Linked DNA regions of Sus scrofa: region 2 is linked to region 1. A link is a contact called in public Hi-C data. All regions are on one chromosome and are shown on one strand. The core of a region is the stretch at or near the end of the contact, and the rest is flanking DNA. Distances in the headings are between cores, read along the strand shown.

Evidence for each region. A called contact is a pair of places that touch in the nucleus more often than the background predicts.
Region 2: a Hi-C map of retroperitoneal adipose tissue shows a contact between it and region 1, with 1.5 times the contacts expected there. The contact joins the promoter of H2AFZ here to the promoter of LOC110261963 in region 1. A contact is called at or near these places in 3 of 47 Hi-C or Micro-C datasets (heart right ventricle, liver and retroperitoneal adipose tissue).

What each region holds. Positions count from the first base shown.
Region 1 is chr8:119,425,400-119,433,112 of Sscrofa11.1, forward strand. LOC110261963 reads right to left here and starts at 4,261. Exons shown (of 4, transcript XM_021100550.1): 1 at 4,044-4,261; 2 at 3,381-3,989; 3 at 2,954-3,094; 4 at 2,601-2,724. The coding sequence starts at 4,261. The coding sequence ends at 2,664. It overlaps PPP3CA (protein phosphatase 3 catalytic subunit alpha), which reads left to right and starts at 4,508. Exons shown (of 13, transcript NM_214128.1): 1 at 4,508-4,632. The coding sequence starts at 4,575.
Region 2 is chr8:120,559,764-120,567,476 of Sscrofa11.1, forward strand. H2AFZ (H2A histone family, member Z) reads left to right here and starts at 3,989. Exons shown (of 5, transcript NM_001123122.1): 1 at 3,989-4,176; 2 at 4,620-4,697; 3 at 4,980-5,093; 4 at 5,432-5,561; 5 at 5,839-6,260. The coding sequence starts at 4,174. The coding sequence ends at 5,900. DNAJB14 (dnaJ homolog subfamily B member 14) reads left to right here and starts at 7,632. Exons shown (of 8, transcript XM_021101721.1): 1 at 7,632-7,713.

The DNA.
Region 1 (7,713 bases), core at 3,011-5,510:
TTGTAGCCCAGAGGAAACGAACCCAACTAGTATCCATGAAGATGTGGGTTCCATCTCTGGCCTCGTTTAGGGACTTAAGGATCTGGTGTTGCCATGAGCTGTGGTATAGGTTGCAGATGAGGCTCGGATCCCGAGTTGCTGTGGCTGATTTGACCCCTAGCCTGGGAACTTCCATATGCCGCAGGTGGCCCTAAAAAGCCAAAAGAAAAAAAAAATACATATATATAGTAATTCATCTGAGAACCAAAGGAAAGTCCAAAATTTCAAAAGCTGGTTATTCTCAAAACAGGATATAATATGAAATATCATTACTTTTTTTCTTTAAAAAAAAAGCTTCTACATCTGGTAGTTGCCTAAAAAAGCAAACTAAAATATTACTCATTTACTATAATTGGTACCAGTGGAGGTAAGCTGTGACTTGGAGCATTTGTATGCACAGATGACTCCAAATCCTCAATATTTTTTCCGTACGTATTTATGTTCATAATCAATTTTGAGGAAGTAGCACCTTGCACCTAAATGTTTGCGAAGATAGCATATGTACAACTCTTCTGTAACAATCCTTAAATAAAAGGACTAAATCTAGAATCCTTTATACATTTGTGCATCATATAGTCAGCGCTTTGCACAGAACAGATGTTTGAAACACAAGAGACAAATCAATAATTCATTTACAAAAAATCAAAATTGATGCTCATGTATTAAAAGATAATATTTTTAGTCTTCTGGTAGTTCTGACATATAACAGATACAAAATAATTCTGGATTTTCCTTTCTGAACTAACATGATAACATCTGTGTGCTAATCTGGTGATACTAGGTACTCTAACAAACATATCCCTAAATTTCAATGGAGCAACACAATAAGAGCTTATTTTTAATTCGAGTAAAGTCCAGTGCAGATTTTCCTACTAGGCGGGCAGCATTCCTCCATGTGCTGGCTCAGGTACTCAGTTCTTTTCATTTGGGGTCACCCCTTCTCCTGGCCTCTAGAAGCCCATGAATTCAGCTATAAGATGGGAACCCATAGGCTGTAGAATGTGTTATCTGCTGCCTAACTGCCTTCCTGGGAAAGTGATGAAACACTTCAGCCCACATTCCATTCACCATAACTAGTCACATGGACCCACTTATTTGCAAGCAGGTGCAGACTGGGAAATGGAAAATGGAGTCCCTACCTGGGCAAATATTTTGCAGAGAGAAATACACTAAAGATGGGGAAATACAATTATTTGGTAGACAGTAAGTTTTTTCTGCCAAGGTTTTTTTTTCTTTTTCTTCAATCAGAGGATACTCTCAAAGTCAGCATCCAGGAATTGCAGTAACATCTTAGAAAATGTAAATTCCAAGTGTAAGGTAATCTGTGGTAATATAATCAAGGATTGCTTGGGCATTCTGAAAAAAAAAAAAAGGTTGGTAACAGATAGTGGGAAATCTGAAAAAAAAAATCTACATTAAAAAAAAAAGGAAGATTTGGCTATTTCAGTAGGCCAGTTATGTGGGTATGACTAGTCTCAGTTAATATGCTGCTATCTAGTTTTCCTTAGAGTTCAGTTTTGATTAAGAAGATGATCCTGTGTTGCAACAGTGTGGAACCATACACATGCATTAAAGACACCTGATGATAATAAGATGTGTTGTAAAGTATTATGATTCACAACATTTTTTTCCCACACATACCTCAGCTAGGAGGTGTCCCAGACTCCTAGCGGACTGAAGGGTGTGCCTGAAAGGTGTGCCTGCATTTCCTATTTGCATCATAAAACCTTTCTATGGTGCTGACATTTGGAGCTTTCTGATCCTGGTTCAAAGGTTTGTTTGTGTGTGTGCGTTTTAACACTGGAGAAGTGTGTCCCAATAACAGTGGCAACTGCATCTCTGTTTGCAAGATGTGGGAAAGAACACTGCGGCACTGGAAGTCAGCATCCCTGGACGTGGTTTCCTGATCTTGCCACAAGCAGGCCCTCTTCTTCACCCACAGGTCTTGGCATCCCTTCCTCGCTGTGTGCCATCTGGCCAGGGACCAACTTCCCAAATCTGCCTTAGCAACAAGCTCTGCTCGTGCTCAGGAGGCTGTTTTCAACAACCCCTTCCTGAGGAAATACACTGGCCCCTCAGAGCTCATATTTTTATGACAGTTCTACTGGACTAGGCTTTCCTATGCGCAAGGGCCATTTTCAAATACTCCCCACCCCCACTCCACACAAATTACCTATTACAGCATCTGGCATATAAAAAGAGCATGATACATATTTATTGAATGTACTGTCTGCCTAGTTACTACAAAACTGTCCCAGGTTCTGAATTGGGCAGCAGAATTAGGAGCCAGTGGCAGTCTCTCTGAGCCAGGGACATACCCAGAATGGTCTCCTTTTGCTAAAAGGCCTCCTTAGAGGCTCACCTGCCTCCTAGTGTGAGCTCCTATTCCTTGCAGGCCACACTGCTGAAGCCACACTCGAGGGTCAGCAGTCAATTCGTAAAACTCCTTTTTGAGTTTGTACTGTAATTCCTTGGTGCTGAGCTTGGTTGGGGAGAGGTGCTGGGTGAGGTGACCTTCTTGCAGAGGGAGACCTGCTCTTCATTCTGTGGCCCTGCAGGAAGGTCAGAAGGGAGCACTTTGGCCACTGCCACTATTTAGCCTCCCACGACTCCCATTCTCTCCTTCACACTCTTTCCAACGGCGGGGGCGGGTGCAGAGTGGGGCCCGCTTTGGGCTTCAGGGCCCTGCAGGTATGAGGAGCAGCAAGTGGGTATCAGGTGATCAAAGGAGAGGGGAAAGGAGATGTGGTGTCACCAATTCTAACCAGTGGCTGGGTGCTTAGTGTCAACATGGAAAAACCAACCCTCTCCGGTGTTTTTTCCAACTCCCCCGCCCCCCATTTCTCCCTGGAGACGGTTGGGCAGCCCTAGGTGACCCAAAGTTGCCTGGGGTCTCTTGGACTCCGGTCCTCACCCTCGGTGGACAGTCTGCTCCAGCGTCCTAGAGCTCCCAGCACGCTCTGCCAAGTCTTCGGGCCGCAACGCTCCAGAGCGGCCCCTCCTCGGAAGGTGTGGATGCACAAGTGGGAAACATAAATGACCACCACACGGTCCCCTACAAAAACCCAGATAGCAAAACAACCGTAAACACATCACAGGCTGAGCCCGTCTCCCCAAGGTAAGTCCTTTATTCGTCGCCGTTTTGGCGATTCTCTCTGGACAGCTGCGGCAGCGACAGCAGCTGTGCGGTGGGCCCCGGAGGTCCCCGCGATCTTCCTTCCTCCGCCCTCTCTGTCGCTTCTCACCCCCACCCCCTTCCCTCCTCTCTCCGCCTCCTCTCTTCTTGCCCTCTCGCGGGCCACGCACACACCCGGAGACACCCTCCGCACTTGGCTACTCACACACTGCGGCTCGACCCAGCCGACGAGGCACGGTTGCCAAAGCGGCCCGGGGTGTATGGGGTGTGTGTGCGGGGTGCCGGGGAGGAGGCCAAATCGGGCTGAGGGTGGCATAGTAGGGCCTCTCTCCTCCCAACCGCGACCCCTGCCCATTCTCCTTCCCTAACCCCGGCCTGCCAGCAACAGTGACACCTGAGCGGGGACTGGTTGGTGGAGGCGACAGGCCCACAGGACTGGCAACCAGGAGAAAACAGAGCAGGGGGCGGGGACGAAGAGGAGGAGCGGGAGGCGGGACCCACGAGGAGGTCGCCACTGGCGGTGAGTGACGCACACGCTAGCCAATAAGCGACCGCTGACCCAACGTCTGGGCGGGGAGCCAGGGGGCGGGCTCCGCGAGGAGGAGGAGGCTGCTGGGGCGATAGAGGCGGGGGCCGGGAGGAGGAAGGGGAGGAGGCGGGAGCGGTGGCGGCGGCGGCGGAGGAGGCGGCAGCGGTGGAGGGTAGGTTGCGCCCCGGACTGTGTCTGCCGAGCTCCACGGCTGTGCCTGTGTGAGTGGAGGAGCGGCGCTGGGAGGCAGAGGCGGGCACGGGCGAGCACGGCGGCGGGACGTCTCTGGCGGCCGCGGATCAGCGGCAGCGGTCGGTGTGGGGAAGCAGCGGCAGTAACAGCGGCAGCAGCAGCAGCGGCGTCCGCCTCTCAGCCGCCGGGGACGCTGAGGCGCGGCTGGTGGCATTGACATCGGCGGCCCTGCCTCTCTCTCTCGCCCCCGGCCCTCCCCATGTGATCGGTCTTAATCCCGGCAGTGTGCGCGCGTGGGGATCCATTCCGCTGTGCCTGATCTCCGTGCCAGGGTGGGTGCTCGTGTGTGCGCTTCCCCTCCCCATCCCCCTTCCCCCAAGAATAAAAGAAGAACCGAGAGGCGTGCTTTGAAAATAAATAAATAACCACCACACACGCGCAGCCCGGAGCAGAGTCGGAGGGGCTGGCGGCGGTGGAGGAGGAGTGAAGGCGGCGGCGGCGGAGGAGGAGGGACGCGCGGAGAAGGCAGTAACTTTAAAGCCAGCTCAGAGCCCAGACCTCCAGCCAAGCGGTTTGCAGCGCGGCGGCGGCGGCGGCGTTGAGTGTTGGCCCGCCAGTCCGGTCGGGGTGTGCAGTAGGACGGACGAGCAGCGCGTCGCTGTCCCCCGGCGGCTGGAGATGTCCGAGCCCAAGGCAATTGATCCCAAGTTGTCGACGACCGACAGGGTGGTGAAAGGTAAGCGGCGCGCCGCGGTCGCCCGGGTGCACCGGGTGCCGCAGGCACCCGGGCGGCTTCCTCCCCTCCCCCCGCCCTAGGCTCTCTCCCTGCTCCAGCCACGGACCTTCTAGGATATTGTGCAACCCTCGAACCCCCCTCTCTCGCGCGCCCTTCCCCCACGCTTCCCACCCAGCCCACTTGGGGCATTTTTATTTACGGGGGCGTCAGTTGGCAAATGGCTGAGCCAAGGGGAGGCGGTGGCGGGGGTGGCGGTGGCGGTGGCGGGAGGGGGCGCCCGGGGGGTGGTTGCTGGTAGGGTGTAGCTGCTGTGACAGAAATAGGAAGTGGGTGGCTGCTCGCAGGCTTGCGTGGGATCGGGTTTATGGTTTTCTCTTGCAGAGGGAGGGGTGATTTATGGCTTTTAAAAAATTAATATGGCATTTTTATGTGGCGGTGGCTTTCCACCGCCTGCCTCGCTCGGGCAGGATTCTCTCGGCGCTCCATTGCAGCAATTCCCTCCGCGCCCCCTCCCCCTCCCCCGAAAGGGCCTGCACAGGACTCGCGAGAGAGCGGGAGAGCGTGGGGGGAGCCCGGTGCTTCCTTCCGCGCGGGGCGGGGGCGACCGCAGGGAGGGGGCGGCCGGGGGGGGGCATGGGGGGCGCGGGGGCGGGGAACGACCGGAGAGCCCCAAGCCGCCGCCCTGGGATTCCCCCGCAGGCCCTGAGAAAGACACGAAAAGCTGTTCCCCAACCTCCCTCGCCACCCTCAGCCTTACCCCGCCGACCTGTCATTGCTCTTGAATCGTGCCCCGCTGGAGCACACCTCCCCGATGGTAACCTCACCCTGCCTGCTTCTTCCTTGCCCCTGGCACCCGCTTGTTAATGGGCTATTTGATTCCGTTCATTGGCTCTTCTCCGCCCCGGGATCACAGACTCCGGGCGGCGATGGCTCTGGGATCCCAAACAGCAGCCGGGATGCGTGGGGTGAGGAAGGGGACAGGTAGTGGTCTCTAAGCTAGCACAGGGGAATCCGCAGTCTTCGTTGTATTCTTTGGTGGACTGGGGAGGAACTGTACTATGAATCCTGGAAAGATGAGGCAGCGGAGTTGATACGCCAGGATTAAGTAGTATTCCTCATTCCTGGGGTCAGGACACTGAGCGGAGCAGGGATGGGCATGGGCTACTTGGAGCGGGCCTCTGAAATTGGAAACAGCGCTGGCTGGTGTAGAAGGAGAGAGTGAATGTGTATGCCTGTGTTGTGTGTACAACAGAGTATCTAATGTGGCCTGAGCATGCAAGTAGAGTGCAGAGCAATGAAGTCTTTTGCACCGTGAGCATTTAGGTGAAGTAACCCAGCAATCTAAAGACCATGCATGATGCCTAAGTCTTTCTGGGGCTTCAGAACTATTCATTGCTCCTTTCAGGTGTGTTCAGTTTTTATAGTGTGTGTGTGTTCTCTTGTTTTGGTTCTCTTAGAACTATTCCTGCTTCAGTGCAGTATTCATAGACTCATTAAAATAAGGAGTTAATATCTTTGCAAGAACCACTTGAAATAGGTTTATTTGGTTCATTTGGTTTATTTATAACCAAATGCACAGCTATTGGTTATCCAGGCACGGATTCTCCCGTTAAGAGTCAATTAAAATTCATTCAAAAGAACTTTTATGTTAATGGCCTCTGTTGACATTTTGAAAAATTAAGACCTTTTGCAGAAATATCAGAGGATCACATATCTCCCTAATGTGTGAAGTTTAGGTGTAACTCTGATCTGTATGTTAAGATCATCTTTTTTCAGAATACTTGGTATAAAGCTTACAATTCAAATGATAGCAGTAAATATGTCAGCAATTGGAAAACCCATGTATGTATACATAAAGTCAGTTCTCTGTTTTAAATCACATGGTATGGCTTCTTAATGTAAATGTTAAAATTGTCACCAAGTGAAGAATGTGAAAATAAGTTTTCATACATTCTGGCTTGGTATCTTTACCACTTGACGTGAAGGAGCCCATTCAACCATTCCATGGCTATTTTGTCTTGCCTTTTTTTCCCCAGTACTGTATTATATGTATTATCATAACTGGCTTTTTATGATATATACACAGAATCACTCATAATTCAAAAAATTTGGTTTATTTTTCCGGAACTGAAATGCAGATGGATTTAATAGACTCAAAGTAGGAGGAGTTAATTTTGCATATGTTTTGATAGGAATCTCGATGTGAAATTTTGTTTACACAAGAAAGTTTAATAAAACTTTATCGGTAGATGAATCCTGATTTTTAAGGTGGGCATACTACCACTATTCCTCTTGTGCTTTCTTATAGATTTTATGTTGTTGGCTTGAGGCATTATTAAATGTTAGAGTCAACCTTTTGTTATCTGTATGATTTTTATAATTAATTGAGATGATAATCAATTTTAATTATCAGTCTTCTGTAAAATAGAATTTCCACTTAAATATGTGTGTATATGTTTAGTGAGTAGAAAGTACATATTGGCTGAATGGAAAACAGATTACCAAACAATTTTTCACATTTACAAAAATTAGGTAAGGCATAATTCATGAAGCTATGACTTTACTCTAAATTTTGTTAGAACTTTCTCTCCATGATCTGAGAGTGACTCATTTTTTTAATGTAGGCAAGGGAAATTTTTGTACTCCTTAAGTGTTCTTTTCTTATAAAATAGGAGTAAAATTTGCTTACACATAGAATTAAGAGGAATCTGGATCATCATTACTGTGGCAGGCCGTGGCATTTGTTTACAGTGATTTCATTAGTGTGACCTGGCTTTTGTTGTAAAACAAACTGCTGTTTACAAATAAAGTTGTGCTTGTGGTTTTGTTTGTAGTAAAGCGATGGTGTGACGGCTTTCTTAATTTGTATTTCCAGAACACAACTTTAGAAAGTCAGGTAGGTTGAGGTTTAGTCTCAACTAACTGTGTAATTTTTCAGATTTTTCTGCATCTTCCTGAGTGTGTTCCCGGACCCTGGTCAGTTTTTAAACCTTCAAAATGGAAGAGAATGGCAGTACTGGAGAGGAAAAGTATTCATTTATATAATGTCAGAAAGAAAATTACTTGATCTGGGAAAACTGG
Region 2 (7,713 bases), core at 2,739-5,238, 1.1 Mb after region 1:
AAGATAATTTTCAGATAGACTGTTAGCTGTATTACTCAGCTTTTACTACGTTATTTCTGTGCTAACCATAATTCCAAACAACCACCCCCAACTCCTGCACACACACACACACATACATACACAAAGAAACTTATGTACCACACACACAAAATGAAGTTGAGAAAGTCTGTGGGTGTGGAAAAGCCTTTAGATTCTTCTCTGAGCCATGTCCATCTAATTAAGAGGACTGGGGAATCACATTTATCTGCAAAAGGTTTTAATAATAGGTATGATTGCCACACCTTTTAGAGGTTTGTGCCCTGGGGCTGAGTCTATAGAGGGGTGTGAAGTATAAATTTCATGGTTTTAGACTCGTGGCTCTTTTTGTGGTGCTTCCTTTCTTCTTCAGGATGAAGGTGGCATTTGGATATATCACTGGAACTTTTTCTTTGACAAGCTCTTGCCCGCACCTCCTCGTCAGCGCTAGGAGAGCTGTGTGGAAGGTCAAACTTAGAAGCTCAGAATTTAGCCAATGGGCTTTTGTCATTGCCTCGTAACACTGGGCATAAAAGAGTTACTTAACAGCCTAGAGTTCTGATAAAATGAGATTTAGTCTGTCTCTGGCAACATCATCGTCTTTGGTAATCAGAGAAGGGTAGTGAAGATCAAACAGATGTTCCATTACCCAGAGCAAGCAGGACACACGTGATGGCCATCTCCTTGCTAGACGTACCTACAGGAGTTTTCTAATTTCATATGGAATCATTATGTCTAGGGAAACACCACATTTTACTTCTCTGGATATTGTTCTTTGGCTGCTCTTCACCTTTCAATGGCATTTCACTCTTTTCCTTGGTATTGTCATCCATGACATCAGATTAATTAAATAAGGAGGTGATTAGACAAGGGGGCTCTAATGCTATGGCTGGCCTAAAATCTAAGCCTGTGAAATGCCTTAGGGTTATGAAGTCACAATCTAAAGAAAATCTATTGCTGGAGTTTCTGCAGTGGCTCAGTGGTTAATGAACCCCACTGGTATCCATGAGGTCGTGGGGTTGATCCCTGGCCTGGTTCAGCAGGTTAAGGATCCGGCGTTGCCCTGAGCTGCTGTGTAGGTTGCAGACTTGGCACAGATCCTGAGTTGCTGTGGCTGTGGTATAGACCGGCATGTGCAGCTCTGATTCGACCCCTAGCCTGGGAACCTCTGTATGCTGTGAGTGCGGCCCTAAAAAAACGAAAAAAAAAAAAAAAAAGAAGAGAAAAAGAAAAAATCAATTGCTTTAAGCTATAGCCAATCAAATTATTTCCTTTCTTTGCTTCCACGCCTTCGCTGCGGAAGTCTCTTGCCCAGCTCCTGTTGGTCAGTGTCCCTAACCACTTCCAGCTCAACACTGCCAGATTCCAATTGATTTTTGCTCAGATAAACTCTAACTTTTTTAATATGCCTCAGTTTATCTTAATTCTGATATCATCGCCCAATGTTTTTGTTAGGAATACTTCTTGGGATATATCACTGGAACTTCTTCTTTGACAAGCTCCTGCCCGCACCTCCCTAGTCAACCAAGCTGCTGAAGTCAGATTCTTAACCCACTGAGCCACAGTGGTAACTCCTGTTTCTGTCCTTTAAACTAGAGGAACTATTGATTTGGCAGCCAGTCAGGTACTTATTTTAACAGTCTTATCAATGTGGTTTTAATGATGAGAGCATTGTTAACATTTTCTTTCATGTCTGATCCTCTCAGCTAGTTTGAGGGAAGAAACTATGCTTTATATATCCCATCTCCCAACTGCTATTGCTTGGCCTGTTGCAAGGACTGACAGCACCAACCTGGACTATATCACAACTATTCCTTTATTAGGGCGGGATTCTACATCATGTATTATATATACATATATTATATATCATGGTATTGCATCCCATCTCAATATATAAAGAATATAAAACAGTAATAAAGATGTGTTAAATGTCAACAACAATCTTCTTGAAATTATGTTAAAAAAAAAAAAAAAGGAGTTCCTGTCATGGCGCAGTGGAAATGAATCTAACTAGGAACCATGAGGTTGTGGGTTTGATCCCTGGCCTCACTCAGTAGGTTAAGGATCTGGTGTTGCCATGAGCTGTGGTGTAGATTGCAGACGCAGCTTGATCCTGCATTGCTGTGACTGTGGCATAGGCCGGCAGCTGTAGCTCCGATTTGCCCCCTAGCCTGGGAACCTCCATATGCGGCGTGGCTGCAGCCCTAAAAAGCAATATCAATTAATCAATCAATCAAAAACATTTATGTTAAAAATGTAAGGTAGGGATTATTATGGATGTGGATTTACGATTTAGGTGGAGGGATGACTTATAAAATACTAATATAGGTGAAATATTATTTGGGAAAACAATATCAACACAGAGTCCCTCCCTCTACCCAGCAAATCCTAAAGATCAATAATAGATAATGAAAGGATAATATAAGACCCTAATTTTTTTTCCCTTTTTTGCCTTTTAGGGCTGCACTCAGGGCATACAGAAGTTCCCAAGTTAGGGGTGGAATCAGAGATGCAGCTGCCAGCCTACACCACAGTCACAGCCATGCAGGATCCCAGCCACGCATGCCATCTAGTCCACAGCTCAGGGCAACCAAGGATCCTTAACTCACTGAGTGAGGCCGGGAATTGAACTCGCGTCCTCGTGGATACTAGCTGGGTTCTTTAGCGCCAAGCCACAACAGGAACTCCCAATTTTTTAATTTTAAAATTAACAGCAAATTTCCAAAAAAACTTGATAAAACTTTCAGATTGAAACCCAAACTACAGTACTAAAGAGTATATATTTCAAATTTTCTTAATGTCAGAAATACTGAATTATGTTTATAACGTAATTACTGTTAAAACTCCAAGTATGAAAGATTTGGATCACTACTGTCTCCAAGCAGCTGGACGTGTACAGAGGTGCTATTAATCTATTAGTTGGAAAATTAAGTAGCTGGCATTATGATAGTACTGTGTGTACAGTACTATTTTTTTAAGCCCATCATTTGCATTTGATTACATGGACCATCTGTAACTGCCTGTGAATCATATGAGGACATTTACCGAACATTTGTCAAGTAGCAAAATGTTTAGCATAGAAGAGTTGACACATAATAGCCTTCATGTTTCACTAAATCAACTTTAGAAGCCAGGCTATAGGTACAACCCACAGACGTGTAGTCTTTAGAAAAATATGATTTGATTAAAGAATACCGCCTCAGCCCAAGCCTTCAGTGGGTAGACCAAAAGGTCTTTTATGACCAGCGAGGTGACTTTGCTTCACCGTCTTTTCCATGAAACTGTTCTGTTGGGGTTGGGGAGGTAGGGGGTTCAAAAAGTCCTGAGAAAAGAAGAGGAAGGAGATACAGCTGAAAAAGTGGGAGCAGAGGGTCGTGATGAATCGGTGGCTGGGCACTTGCCTAGGAGGAACAAACGCGAAATCACTACCCAGACTATGGTTAGCGAAGGAGTCGGGGCGCCTTTCACTGGACGCCTTCGCGCCACCTGTCAGACCGGAGGTGTCAACGGGAATGCAGGGGGGTCGGTGAAGGTACCCCGTGCTCCGGAAGAAGGCTGCGGACAGGCGGGTCTCTGCCCGCCAGGTGTTCTAACGGGGCGGAGGCGGAGGGAGGGCAGGGCAGGAAGGAGGGAGTGCTAGTCCCCGCTTTCCGAGGTCTCTGGAACCGAGCAAGGAGGCAAAGGTGGAATAGGGGGCAGCTACTGCGTGCCCCTCCCCTGAGCCTCTCAGCTCCTCCCTCCAGGCACGTGACTAAGCCGGCGGGTGCCCTGCTCAAGCAGCGTAGCTCGCTCTGTTTCTTCCCTCCCGCCGCTGTGCCCTTCTTCTCCCGGGTTCCCATCCCTCCGTTCTCCCCCACCTCCTTCTCATGCCCCAATAACAGCTCGAGCTGCAAAGCGCCCGCCCCTCCGCCCTTTTCTTCGCTTGCTCATTGGCTGAGACTTCAAGGACGCGGCCCGAGGGCGGGTGGCAGCCATTGGTGGGATGAGCAATCCGAGTTCCCGGATGAGGGAACATTCTGCAGTATAAAGGGAGCGGGGAAGGCGGGAGACAGCGCAGTTTGAATCGCGGTGCGACGGAGGAGTAGGCGGCGGGATCTCGCTTGGTGACTGACTAGTCCTTTCTCTGCCTTGCTTGTTTGAGCTTCAGCAGAATTCGAAATGGTAAACTTCGCGGAGGCGCTCGAAGACTACGCGGGTTTTTGCCGGCAGGAGAAAAACCCGTTACACACGGAGATGGGGGTGAAGCGGTGACGGTTGGGAACGCGCGGAGAGAGGATGTGGAAGAGCGGGGGGAGGTGTTTTGTCGGCGGCGAGCGGAGCAGCCTCCGATCTCGCGGCGGGCGGCGACGGTTGGGTGGCGCGCGCAGCGCCGCTGGGAGCCGGAGGGCGGTGAGCGGGCGGCCTGAAGCGCGCGGCCGCGGCGGGCGCGCAGCGGGGGGCAGGCGGGCGGGGTCGCCCTTGCGGCGCGCGGCGGGCCGGAGACCCCGGCTGGGCACCGGGCCCCGCTCGCGCCCGGGCCGCCCCGCGGTGGGGGAGGGGCGCGCCGCCTTGGTAATCCTGTATTCTGCGTTCCTTCTTCGCTCGCGGGCGTGTGCGCGCCGCAGGCTGGCGGTAAGGCTGGGAAGGACTCCGGAAAGGCCAAGACAAAGGCGGTTTCCCGCTCGCAGAGAGCCGGTTTGCAGGTCAGTGGGGGTTTCTGCTGTCTGGGAATCGCGGCGTTTTTCTCTCCTTTTTCTCTGTTTATCATTGCACTAGATGAGCTTTTGGTCTTTGCGTGGTGATGGTGTCGGGACTTGGTTTACCGATACAATAAATATTGGGGAAGGGGGGGCGATCACGTGTGGCGATGCTAGGGCGCGTTGCTGCATCAGCCTCCGTGCCCCTTGCTTTGGCGCGCGTATAATTTGACCATTTTTGGCTCCTCTATCTTTGTGCATTTGTGTTTGTGTATGCGAAAAATGAAGTTTCCGGTGGGCCGTATTCATCGACACCTGAAATCTAGGACGACCAGCCATGGACGTGTGGGCGCGACTGCCGCTGTGTACAGCGCAGCCATCCTGGAGTACCTCACCGCAGAGGTAAATGGGTGTACGCCTGTAATCTGGAAAAGGTGGTGGGGGGAGGCGGTGAGAGGGAAGGAGGAAAGTGATGCAAGAAAACTCCCAGGCTCTGAACGCGGTGAGAAGCTTCTGACAACGCTAGAGGGGGCTGGTGTTCATTTTGGGTTCCTCCTGAGCTTGAGTTGACTGCTTTAGGAAATAAAATTGCGTGTCCCCTTTATAGCTTTTGCATATCTTGCCATTCAGGTAGTGGGGGGAGACGGCAGTTGGTAGATACACGTTCACGAAGGTTTGATTCTTCTGGATCTTGATCCTAAGGAAAGTTGGCAGGAGATTGATTAGATTCTGTCTTCTAGGTACTTGAATTGGCAGGAAATGCATCAAAAGACTTGAAGGTAAAGCGTATTACTCCTCGTCACTTGCAACTTGCTATTCGTGGAGATGAAGAATTGGATTCTCTCATCAAGGCTACAATCGCTGGTGGTGGTATGTAAATACTAAAAATTTTTTAATTTCTTTAGATAATTCTTTACTTTTTTCCCCCACTAGAAGAGGACACTTAGTGTTATTTTCAGTGATCTGTAGTATGGTTGCATCATGAAAATTGATTCCTGTATATAACTTAGTGAATTTTTACTTCTGCATACTCTGGCCTCACATTTAAAGACTTCTTCGAAGTTGAACGTTAAACTGTCATGGTTTTGAAGTCCTGTGTTAATTTTCAAAATAATGTATATTTAAAAGTATCCCTTTCCTCCCCTAGGTGTCATTCCACACATCCACAAATCTCTCATTGGGAAGAAAGGACAACAGAAGACTGTCTAAAGGATGCCTGGATTCCTTATTATCTCAGGACTCTAAATACTCTAACAGCTGTCCAGTGTTGGTGATTCCAATGGACTGTATCTCTGTGAAAAACACAATTTTGCCTTTTTGTAATTCTATTTGAGCAAGTTGGAAGTTTAATTAGCTTTCCAACCAACCAAATTTCTGCATTCGAGTCTTAACCATATTTAAGTGTTACTGTGGCTTCAAAGAAGCTATTGATTCTGAAGTAGTGGGTTTTGATTGAGTTGACTGTTTTTAAAAAACTGTTTGGATTTTAATTGTGATGCAGAAGTTATAGTAACAAACATTTGGTTTTGTACAGACATTATTTCCACTTCGGTGGATAAGCTCAATAAAGGTCATATCCCAAACTAGTTGTGTATTAAATTCACTTGATTATGATGGGAACAACTTTTGTTTTGAATAACTATCTTATCCAGCAATAACTTAATAAGCACGTTTCTTACCTTGAAATTAAAATGTTAATTTTGTAGATCAACAAACCTCGAAGGCTAAAGCATATATATATTTTTTAATGCTATGAGATGAACTATTAAAGATTTTAAAACTTCAGTAGGAGCTTGGAACTGGACAAGGTGATGTTTTTTAGGTTAAATTTGATCATCTCAATTTGTCGCTGCACTTGCTGTTTGTGACAGCAGCACTACATCCAGAGCACTGTCATGGACTGGGGCAGGTAGGGAAGTTCTGTATATTGCTACCTCCACAGAAGGTACTTTCAGTATAAACAGTGAAGTGTTTCCTGTGTTCTCCCACTGTTTCAAAGGCTACCTGGATTAAACTGTTCAGTATGCACCATCTAATCCCGTTTTTACAGAAAAGAATCAAGGTTGGAGTTCCCCTGTGGAATAGCAGATTAAAGGTCCCGTGTTGTCACTGCAGGGGCTCCAGTGGCTGCTGTGGTGGGGGTTTGGTCACTGCCCTGGGGAACTTCTACATGCCTTGGACTCACCAAAAAAGAATCAGGGTTTCTCTGAAAGTCCTGAGTTGATCATATTTGCTGTCATGGCTGTCTTTACTGAACATTGTATGAAACGATTATTTTGTGGTTAAGTTGATTGGATCGTTTTGACATGACACTTGGCTTCTGACAAGTTCTTAGTTTTTGAAACTCGGATTAGGTCATTACAAGGCTCATCCTGCACACGGAGACCAGTATGACAGGTATAGCATTTCACAGGGGTAATGTGAAAAAAGAGTAGGGAGAAAACCAGCAAATAGATACATGATGGTAATACATTCCCAACGAGCTGATTCCTTCCTCGTTTTGGTCATGTAGGATTATTAGGGTTCCGGTTTTTCGCCAGAGTAAAGGCAAACTGCAAATTGTGTTTACTTTAACTCCCGGATGTACTAAGGAGATGGTTTTACTGCAGCTGGGTCAGGAAAGTGCTGAAAGAGGCAATGAAACAAGCCCTGAGTTAGGGTCGAAAGGCCCTCTACTGTGTCCCAGTACACCTGTGCCGGAAGCGCAGCCCTCACCTGACCGAATCCTCCCCAGGCTGAGGGGGGCCCTGAGGCGGGGCCTTCGACCTCTGGGAATTTTCCTGAAAGCGAACATGCCCACCCCGATCCGTAGCCCGGCCGCTAGGAAAACCGGCGGCCGCCGACGCGGGCCACCACGGGAGGTCAGAGGGCGCGGCGCAGTCCGGGCGGCCGGGTCCCCGCCCCGGTGGAACCCCCGGCGGGCAGCAGGCCTGGCATCTCCCGCCCCCGCGCCGTCCAGGTTGGTCAGCTCCGAGCCTGCTGGCGCCCCGCACGGACCGCCGAGTCGGCAGGGACAGCCAAG